Linked DNA regions of Zea mays: regions 1 and 3 are each linked to region 2. Evidence: chromatin contacts called from public Hi-C data. All regions are on one chromosome and are shown on one strand. Each heading gives the region's core, a stretch centred on a gene start, on an enhancer-like site or on the middle of the called end of the contact. The rest is flanking DNA. Distances are from core to core; before and after follow the strand shown. Region 1 holds the start of LOC100280675 (60S ribosomal protein L37a). Region 2 holds the start of LOC103635310 (dynamin-related protein 5A). Region 3 holds the start of LOC100278401.

Region 1 (3,157 bases), core at 47-2,546, 500 kb before region 2:
GCACATAATTGTTTAAAAAATAAGCAATAGTGCATCTTAAAAATAGCAAAAAAAAACTGTTACTCAACTAATGCACCGTAAATGATTGACCAGTTTGCCATGTGATTATCAAAGCAAGGCATCACAAAATCGATGAGTTTACCTTGCCACAGAACTCACAGAAGTATTTGGAGTGCTGCGAGACCTCCATCTTCTTGATCTGTTTACGTAAACTGGCACCATACCTGGTACCTACATAACAGCAACAACAAAAGAGTTATCAACCAGAATACAAAGGTAAGAACATGGGATCGCAAAACAATGAGTAAAGATAGTCCAGTGTCTGTACCATATTTGCCAACGATTCCTGCCTTCTTGGTGCGTTTCGTCTGCAAAATCATCACAAAACATAAAAAATTAGAAAACATGGACAGATACCTACAATACTCTGCATTGGTTAACATGGTACATTGCATAGACAGAGGCAAGGCAACCAGTAAACCAATTTATACGAGCAAAACCTATGCAAATTAATTTCGACTGCCCAAAACTAGGAGATGGTAAACAATAGCTAAGATCTAGTTGGAAAGTTTAAGCTACATAACTTTTCGAGTGGAATGGTAATTACCGCTCAAAGCATGTATGTGAAGAAAGCACAGAATTCTTACTACTTCGGTAACCTATTCAACTACACACTTGTACTTATTAAAATTATTTAGTGCCAGTAGAGCTTGTTTAGGTGCACGCTAACCCACCCAATCTACATATATTGGGACGAATTGGTGTGGAAAACTATTGAGTTTTGCACCTCAATCCCGATACATGTGTTTTGGAGTGGTCGAAAAGGACTAATGGAGGCTGTACAACCGGCAACAAGATTAAACATTTTAACACGAAACAACATAATACTGCCAGATTTCGAAATCCCACCGTCAGAATATTCACATAATAGTGCCAGATTTCGAAATCCCACGGTCAGGCTATGAGTCACATAATAGTGCTAAATTTCGATCCCCACGGTCAGACTATGAATAAATGATTTCTGACAGCTGCGGAAAGCACTAGCAGGAGCACTAACAGGCTAAACAAGTTAATTAGGTCATGATTTCTCAAAGACGCCGAACAGAATCAAAACAGCCCCAAGAGTAAACAATTTCATCCAAAGCGACGTACCATCTCGTCGGGGAGGAAGTGGCGGGCGTCACCGGAAGCGAGAGCAAGAAGGCGTCTCGTGGGGGAGGCGGCGCGGGCGAGGTTATGTGGAATTGTGGATGCTACTAGGGTTTTCTAGGGCTCTTCTGGTCGACGGTAGATTCTGGGCCAGAGTTCTGGCGGCCCGAAGTTTGCAAGGCCAGTGTAGCATTCTTTGAGGCCGGAAAATAAGAAGCGTGTTATGGTCTGGCTCACTACACCACGGAGATTTTAATTTTCTTATTTTTTTAAATTCGTTTTTTAAAATATTTTGTTCAATCCAAAAAAAAATGCAAAACTATACCTCTGACCTCGATCGAACCGGGGGAAGTAGTTACTGCCAGTTTAATTGATGGTATATGAACTCGAATGAAGATACAATTTCTAAAAAAAATAGAGAAAAAAGAGATATTTAACTAGGATGTATTTTCACCCTCCGAAATTTGAACCTAGCATATAGAAATAAACGATGCATTATTCCATTAGGCACGGATATGACTAATTTTGATGTCCACAAGTATTTTATTGGTCAGTTTACTATATCTATATCGAGTATGATAGGCATGAATATGTTATCTCTGCTTCTATGCGAGTCCGAATTATTAGAAATAATTCATATAAAATTAGAAGAGAAGGAATAAGTGATGTCCCTTATGCTCCAGCACCTTACACGATTCAAATATTTAAATATTAAGTATTGTGTGATGAACAATTAAATTACTATCCTAATGTTGTATATTGTCGTTGAGAACTCTTTTTTGGGCTACAAGTGCTATATTTTGTGTGATGTGATTGCATGATGTTGTCATTTAATATTTAATGTTGTCGAACTTATGATAAAACTATGTTGGGTTTGATGGAGTTGTTATACTGAACACAAAGATAATATACTATTTTAGTATCTTTTATTATTGATGAGATACGAGGCTTCACTATTTTGTATATGGTATATTTAGTGAAGATTCTTTCCGTTCTATTTGAAGCAGCGCTCTCTAACTAATTCTCTAAATATAGAAGATGTTTTTGTCGTGTTTATATAAAAGATTCCCTCTTCGTTGTTCTGTCTATTTTAATAATTTAAACATCAAATTTACTAAACTAAAACAGTATAGAAGATTTGGTAGTATGATAGATAAGTACGTACGTACAGGACGAGATATAAAAGGCATACGAGAGAAAAACGAGATATAAAAAAACACTCTTCTCTATCTATTTTAATAATGTAAACAATAAAGTTGCCAGGACCTTCTGTCAATGTGATGCTGGGAGTGAGGGGCAGCCAGCCAAAGCTCCCTGTCATGCCGTCTCCTTTGCTCGAAGCGGGTGAATTGCATTTCAGCAAGCACGCAATGGTCAAGCTGAAGGTGGGCAAAAGTGGAATGCTACAGCCTACAGAAGGGCAACAGATCTGTGATAGCTGAAAATGTGCAGGGAGCACGGAGCAGCCTGAGTTTGAAATGATGGGGCCCCAAAACATTCTGAGAGCGACAACACCTTTGACGGTGGAAGCCCTTGTTCCCCTCTTGTGTGGAACCTCTTCGGGTACACACACCTCGTGCGGAATTCCACGGTGCATGTGAAGGTACAGATCAGTTTGTTATCTTTATTTTTTGCCAGACCCATTCAGAAGCCTAACAAAGCTCTAGCCCTACTCTGTTTAGACCATCTCCAACAGCTTACCTATACTTATACTCATATTTAAACTACACTTTATAAACGGTAAAATCTACAATGTAATACGTGGACATATAAATTCTTAGTGACAAAGAGGATTTTTGTGCCTCGCTTGTGACCGTGGGGTCGTATCAATTCTGGAAAAAGTCGGCTGTGATCATGCCAAGACTATTGCTCAGCCAGAATTTGCCTTCTCAACAATACCCTAAACCCTAAAACCCTAAGCCTGGCTTTTTCAGGATAAGGACCCAACAGTGCAGCATTGTAAAAATGAGTTCGCAAAGGATTTACATCTGGTCACGATTAGAGCTAA
Region 2 (3,129 bases), core at 30-2,529:
CTTAGGAGAAATAGAAAAGGACAGGATCATGGTCGCCAAAGCTTACAACAAGAAAGTCAAGGCTAAATCGTTTCAGGTAGGGGACCTGGTATGGAAGACTGTCTTGCCTCTAAGGAGCAAAGATCGATTGGGAAGTGGTCGCCAAGCTGGGAAGGCCCTTACAAGGTTACACAGGTGATGTCCGGTAACGCCTACTTGTTGCAAACACTACAAGGCAAAGACTTGCCCAAGGCATTAAACAGGCGTTTCCTCAAGCAGTATCATCCTAGTATGTGGCAAGATGCTTAAGAAAACCGATGTGATCACATCGAGTTAGTTGCTTTTGGTTCGCTCAGCTCCGCTAAAAGGCAGGGGGCATATGTTGGGCGCCAAAACCGACCGGGCGGATGATCCGCACTGGTGGCGTGGACGGTCCACGCGCGCACAGGATCAATTTGGGTTCCGAGTTTCTTACAGGATTGGTTAGCTAGATCCGCGGAATTAGCTCGGGAAATCACGTGTAACGGGTCCAGACCTCCCCTATATATATATATATATATATATATATATATATATATATATATATATATATATATATATATATATATATGTGGAGGGCTACGATAGATTGAATCATTAACAATCGAATCAATCATCAATATATTTCTCGTTTTATCCTGTACATTTGGAGTAGTTCTAATTTAGCTTTAGTTTAGCCCTTCTCTATCCCAAATTCTCCACTTCTCTTCGGCTCTACGTCGATTAGAGGTGTCTAGGGTGGCTTGCCGACCCTAGACAAGGTCTAGAATCTCTCCTCCCCGACAGGGTCCCTCCCGGGAGCGAGATACAGGCGTTGTCGGCGAACACCGCCGCCCCTGCGCACGCGCAGACCGTCCAGCCCGTCAGGCAGGAACCTGAGCCCTACGACAGGTTGTGGATCGTCCGACCCCTGGCCGCAGACCGTCCGTGTCTCCGCAGAGAGCACCGCCGCCGGTTCTCAACGCAGTGATTGACGTCTGGATCAACACCAACATACAGATTCTTTGTGTATTAGAGAGAAGCCATTGGAAATTGTACTATATTGTCGTAACAATTTATCGATTTTGACACCTTTAAGCTGGATGGCAAAACATTGCCCGAACTTGATAGCTAATTTGGTGCTCTAGATGATGAGGATATTGTAACTTGCCTTGTGTATCTTTGGGCATAGAATTGTGTCCTCGTTTAGAACGCAAAAAATGTATAGAAATTGTACACAGAGTTTAGAAGTTTTATTTATAGAAAAATCATACGTTCCAAAGTCCAAACAGAGCTGAATTACTGGTATTTTTCAGGTTCTTACAAGTAAACTTTACTGAACTAAACACATATTTCAAACTAAATTCAGGAGATCAAATTTACAGAAACTTCACCAAAATTACGCCGGTACGCCAGACGCCACGCCCATTTCTTCTCCACGAAGCCTTTGAAGTCCCAAATCAACTCCCGCAGACGCCTCCAAACACCCAGACCAGACCACCGTCGGCCGTCGCTAGCCTGCGCAACATCTCCAGGTCCAGGGTCCAGGCCACAGCTCGAGCCCGACGACCGACGCCTAGACGCGGCTGGGCGGTCGGCCTCGCCTCGTCTCCCCCCTCCACGCCTCCTTTCTCCTGCTCCGCGTCTCGATCTCGCCTCCCCCGCCGCGTGGCGCGACCCGGCCAGGTATCGCCCACCCTGCGCTGCGGCCATGGATAACTTGATCACCCTCGTCAACAAGCTGCAGAGGGCCTGCACGGCTCTCGGAGACCACGGAGAGGAGAGTGCACTCCCGACGCTCTGGGACTCGCTGCCGGCCATCGCCGTCGTTGGAGGACAGGTGCCCGTCTTCCCTTCTATGGCACGCTTTTTTGTGTTGGTTCTGATCGGATCTGGTGCTGTCACCCCAGCTTCGTGGGGGTGGATCTCGCGGGTTGCTGGTGGTGGAACCGCGATGGTTAGTTGTTGATGCGGCCTGGCGCTGCTTGGATCTGCAATTTCTCGGAGTCCAGGAAGTTAGATTTTGGTCACTTACATTTTTGAATCCGAAGCAGTTTTGATGCGCCCAGCCGCTCGCGTGATTGCTTAATCTCTGAGTCTTGGACTTCCGTCTGGTTGGGAAGCTAGTCACTAGTGTGAGCAAGTAGGGATGCGAGTATGCTCATGTGATGTTTCCGTGATAAATATCGTAGTTCGATGCTATTCCTCAAACTGGACTGTTGTTTTCATGAACATATATAAGCTCGTTTCGATCTCTTCATGCATAATTCAAACAATGCCGTAGTTTGACGTTTGAATTTTGCTGACAGAGCTCTGGTAAATCCTCTGTGTTGGAGAGCGTGGTTGGGAAGGATTTCTTACCGAGGGGTTCAGGTATTGTTTTGGCAAGAAGTATCTCCTGTGAAGTCCAGTTCTATCTTCTAGAATTAGGTGTTCTGATATGTTAGTATTGTGATTGGAACGGTATCTGCAGGCATTGTAACCCGGCGGCCGCTGGTACTGCAGCTCCACAGAATTGATGGTGACAGGGAATACGCCGAGTTTATGCACCTTCCAAGAAAGAGATTTACAGATTTTGGTAATTCATCTGCTCCTTTTTCCTTTGGGAGCTGCATGGTTCATGACTGATGAGATATAATTATATCAAATTACATTGTCACCTATGGTTGAGGACTGCTCTATAGTTGAATTTCATGATGCTCATTGAAACATCCTTTTTATATTATTGCATTAGTTATGCTACTGTACTAGCTTCTGGTTTGCTGTATTTTCCTTAAACATGAACTAACACTCACACTTGTTTTGTGGGAAATGGTCTTCAATGGTAAACCAGACTTGTCTGAATTTTAAACTGTAAACTCAATTTATCCAAATGGTATTTGGTACACAATGATAGTTGTATTCTTGCAGCTGCCGTGAGGAAGGAGATAGCTGATGAAACCGACAGAGAAACAGGCCGTTCAAAGCAAATATCACCTGTCCCTATCCATTTAAGCATATTTTCTCCATATGGTAAGATGCAAACTTTAGCAGGGTACATTGTTGCGTCTCATTATCACATCTCAACTGTTCGCTTCCTAGAGATTTTGTTTGTTGCAAAGGATTTATGGGTTTCCTTTAGCTTGTTGACTC
Region 3 (2,982 bases), core at 119-2,618, 290 kb before region 2:
GATGAGCGGCGCGGTATCTTGCCGCCCGCCTGCCGCCGCTGCGGCGACGCGGACGCGCAGTCGCGGCGGCAGCGCATGCGCTTGTTCTGTCCCCACCGGAGCAGCAATTCGCGGGCCCCGGTGGAGCTCGGGGAGGCGGGATCGGAGTGGTCGGAGCAGTGGCCGTGGCCGTGGTCGCGCGCGGGGCTCCTGTTCGCGGCGACGGCTGCGGTGGGCGCCGAGTTAGGAGCCGTCGGCTGTGGCTGCGGTGCGCGAGCGCGCGGCTTGGGCTCGAGCGACGTCGAGGCTAGGAACGCCGCGATGCGGGAGCTGTCGGTGGCGACGGCCGGTGCCACGTCATCCTTGCTCGATCTGGGGGCCGGCGACACCGGCGCTGCAGGCTTCTTGCTCGCGCCGCTGCCGCTGCCATTGGGCAGCGGGAGGCCATCTGGGCTGAGCCTCGGGTATCTGCAGGGGAATCAATCAGACGGAATTCGAGTCAGCGACTGGATCGAGGAAGAGTAAGGTCCAGCACCTGGAGTCATGGATGAAAAGATGTGCAAAATCTCGTCTTCCTGCGTGAATTTGCAACCGCAGAAAACCAGAACGCTCGCAAACCGCAGCAGGACTCCACGTTAAACGAACGGTTCAGAGATCTGTGCAGAGAAATAATCATCCCAGAAAGCCGAGCGGATAATTCAGAACGAAAACCTGCAATCTATGGAGAACCGAACCGAGACCAGCGAAGAACCAACCAGCACAGGTGGGCGGGTGAGACACAGGCTGCGAGACGCGAGAACAACTGGCCTGCCCGCAGATCAAACGGCGCCTCGAAGAGCTTGCGAAGAGAACAGCAGAGAAGGGCCGCGAACACGGCACGAAAGGGAGAAACTTGTTCGAATCAGCCCCGCAGGAGCCGGCAACAACCACTGACTGCGGAAACGAGAGCGCAAATTCGCGGCTTTGGTCTCAGGAAAGAACACCGACGAACACAACGCTGCAGCTGCAGCTGCAGCGGCAGGCGAACGGGATTGGTGGTGGATTCGCGTACCTCGTCATGTCCAACGCCGACGCGGCCTTGGACGGGCTCGACGAGGCCACCACGTCCCGAGCAACCACGACGGCGTCCGCGGAGCCGCGCATCGATTCGGCGCCCTCCTCTACTCCTCCACCGGTTCTGCTTCTACAATCGCCGGTGCGGCCTCCCTCCTCTCCCGGCTCGGCGTTTCGCTCTACAGATCACCCACCTCGGCCGGCCAGACCGACAAGAGACGGCAGGGAACGAAGGTTCTGTTGCGAAATCTGGTGAGGCGGAGAACGCACAGCAATGGCGAGGAGGAGGAGGAGCAGAGCCAGCCTGAAGGGCCGAGGCTTTATCATTTCCACTCTACCGGCAACGCCCTCCACTCTTCCGCACCTTTTCTCGCCCTGCGAGGCCGTGGCACTCTTGTGGTAAACGCCGACGCTGATGGGCATTTCCGTAATCCCAGCGCAGAGGCATAGGTGCGTGATTTAGCTCGAAGTTCCATGGGATTTGCACAAGCGAACCCGTTCGTCTCCTAGACCTGCACGCTGCACTGCAACTGCAAGCAAGCGTTAAGATTTGAGTTGAGACACATAAACGCCGGATGCCCACCGTAGCAAAGCACTAGCAGCAGCAGACACCACGTCACTCGGAGACAGGCAGGTGGGCCTTCCCTGCAGTCCAGATAAGCCAAACGGCAGCCCTCGTTTAGCTTACGGCCGTGATCTGATCACTCCAGAGGTGGACGGCGATTACTGCTCCAAAACTCGGCAACAACTGGGCGGGCACTGCCCTCTCCGGGCCACCTAACCGACTGGGACTCACTGACGTGTGGGGTCATCGGATGCGTCTTGGCTTGGGGAAAGAGGAAAGGATGTTGGCCACGGGATTCTTGACGGACGGGCGGATTCGATGTGGATGCGCGCGTCCACCGGCCTGCATTTTTTTTGCATTTTGACCCTTTCTCGGAAAAAAATCACGTTTAGACCCTAAAAAATTTTAATGTCATTTTTGTACCCTTTGCTCGGCGCCATAGGCTATGGCGCCGAGGTAACACAGCTCGGCGCCATAAGCTATGACGCCGAGGTACGTGCTGCGCTGGCATAACTCGGACGTCGTGGCGCCGACTTGGCACCAAGCTCGGCGCCATAGATTTTGGCGCCGAGCTCAATTATAACCACAAAACTCGTCTAGCTTAGTTGATAGATAGTAAGACTCATAACCTGTGGTTGTGGGTTCGATCCCCATGATAGATGTGTAGTATTTTTGTCTTTATCACTGATTTGTTTTTTTTTCTAGATTTTTCATTTTTATGTAGATTTGTTCGTACAGATTTTTTTTCTTTTCTAGATTTTTGTTTTTGTGATTGATTTGTTTATTCGTTCAAATATTATTTTTTATCCGCCGCTGGTGCTCTGCTGCTCGCCTGCCGGCGGCGCTGTCGTGAGAGGCACCGGCGCCGTCCGATGCCCACATCATGAGGGCCAGGACGACCAACGGCTCCACGCACGAGCACGGCCCTAGCTTCTGACCAACTGCCATGCTCTTTACGTCTTTGCAGTGCTACACGCCGGGGATCCGAAAGGAGGCTGCTGCGCTTGACTGTGGATATATATATATATATATATATATATATATATATATATATATATATATATATATATATATATATATATATATATATATATATATATATATATATATAGTATATGTATTTAGAGCCCTAGGCTCTATTTAACTATAGGAAGCCCCGACCACGTACCGACCAGGTGCGCGACCGCACCGGACCCTTTTTGGCTTATTGTACCTAACTGCTTACGCCAAAATATAATACGAGTTATGCTGATGTGTGTATCAGTTTATGCAAATATAGTCTGCGCATATTACGTGCATCGGGCCCACGATCCGGCCCACGCCACCACTATAAAAACACCCCCACGCCGCCAGGAATTAGGTTTTAGCGGCGGCGGTGATCCTGG

What was found. Hi-C and Micro-C count contacts between places; a contact is called where the count stands out from the background.
Region 1: a contact with region 2 is called in a Hi-C map of leaf, with 3 times the contacts expected there. The contact joins the promoter of LOC100280675 here to the promoter of LOC103635310 in region 2. A contact is called at or near these places in 11 of 25 Hi-C or Micro-C datasets (ear, endosperm, leaf and 3 more) and 1 of 3 datasets of contacts at active chromatin or transcription factors (leaf).
Region 3: a Hi-C map of leaf shows a contact between it and region 2, with 4 times the contacts expected there. The contact joins the promoter of LOC100278401 here to the promoter of LOC103635310 in region 2. A contact is called at or near these places in 9 of 25 Hi-C or Micro-C datasets (bundle sheath, ear, endosperm and 3 more) and 1 of 3 datasets of contacts at active chromatin or transcription factors (leaf).

The regions. Positions count from the first base shown.
Region 1 is chr8:68,437,746-68,440,902 of Zm-B73-REFERENCE-NAM-5.0, reverse strand. It overlaps LOC100280675 (60S ribosomal protein L37a), which reads right to left and starts at 1,296. Exons shown (of 5, transcript NM_001154551.3): 1 at 1,153-1,296; 2 at 329-387; 3 at 143-231. The coding sequence starts at 380.
Region 2 is chr8:67,940,763-67,943,891 of Zm-B73-REFERENCE-NAM-5.0, reverse strand. LOC103635310 (dynamin-related protein 5A) reads left to right here and starts at 1,279. Exons shown (of 16, transcript XM_008657794.3): 1 at 1,279-1,837; 2 at 2,307-2,370; 3 at 2,471-2,575; 4 at 2,908-3,009. The coding sequence starts at 1,709.
Region 3 is chr8:68,234,652-68,237,633 of Zm-B73-REFERENCE-NAM-5.0, reverse strand. It overlaps LOC100278401, which reads right to left and starts at 1,368. Exons shown (of 5, transcript NM_001361336.1): 1 at 1,031-1,368; 2 at 1-447. The coding sequence starts at 1,122.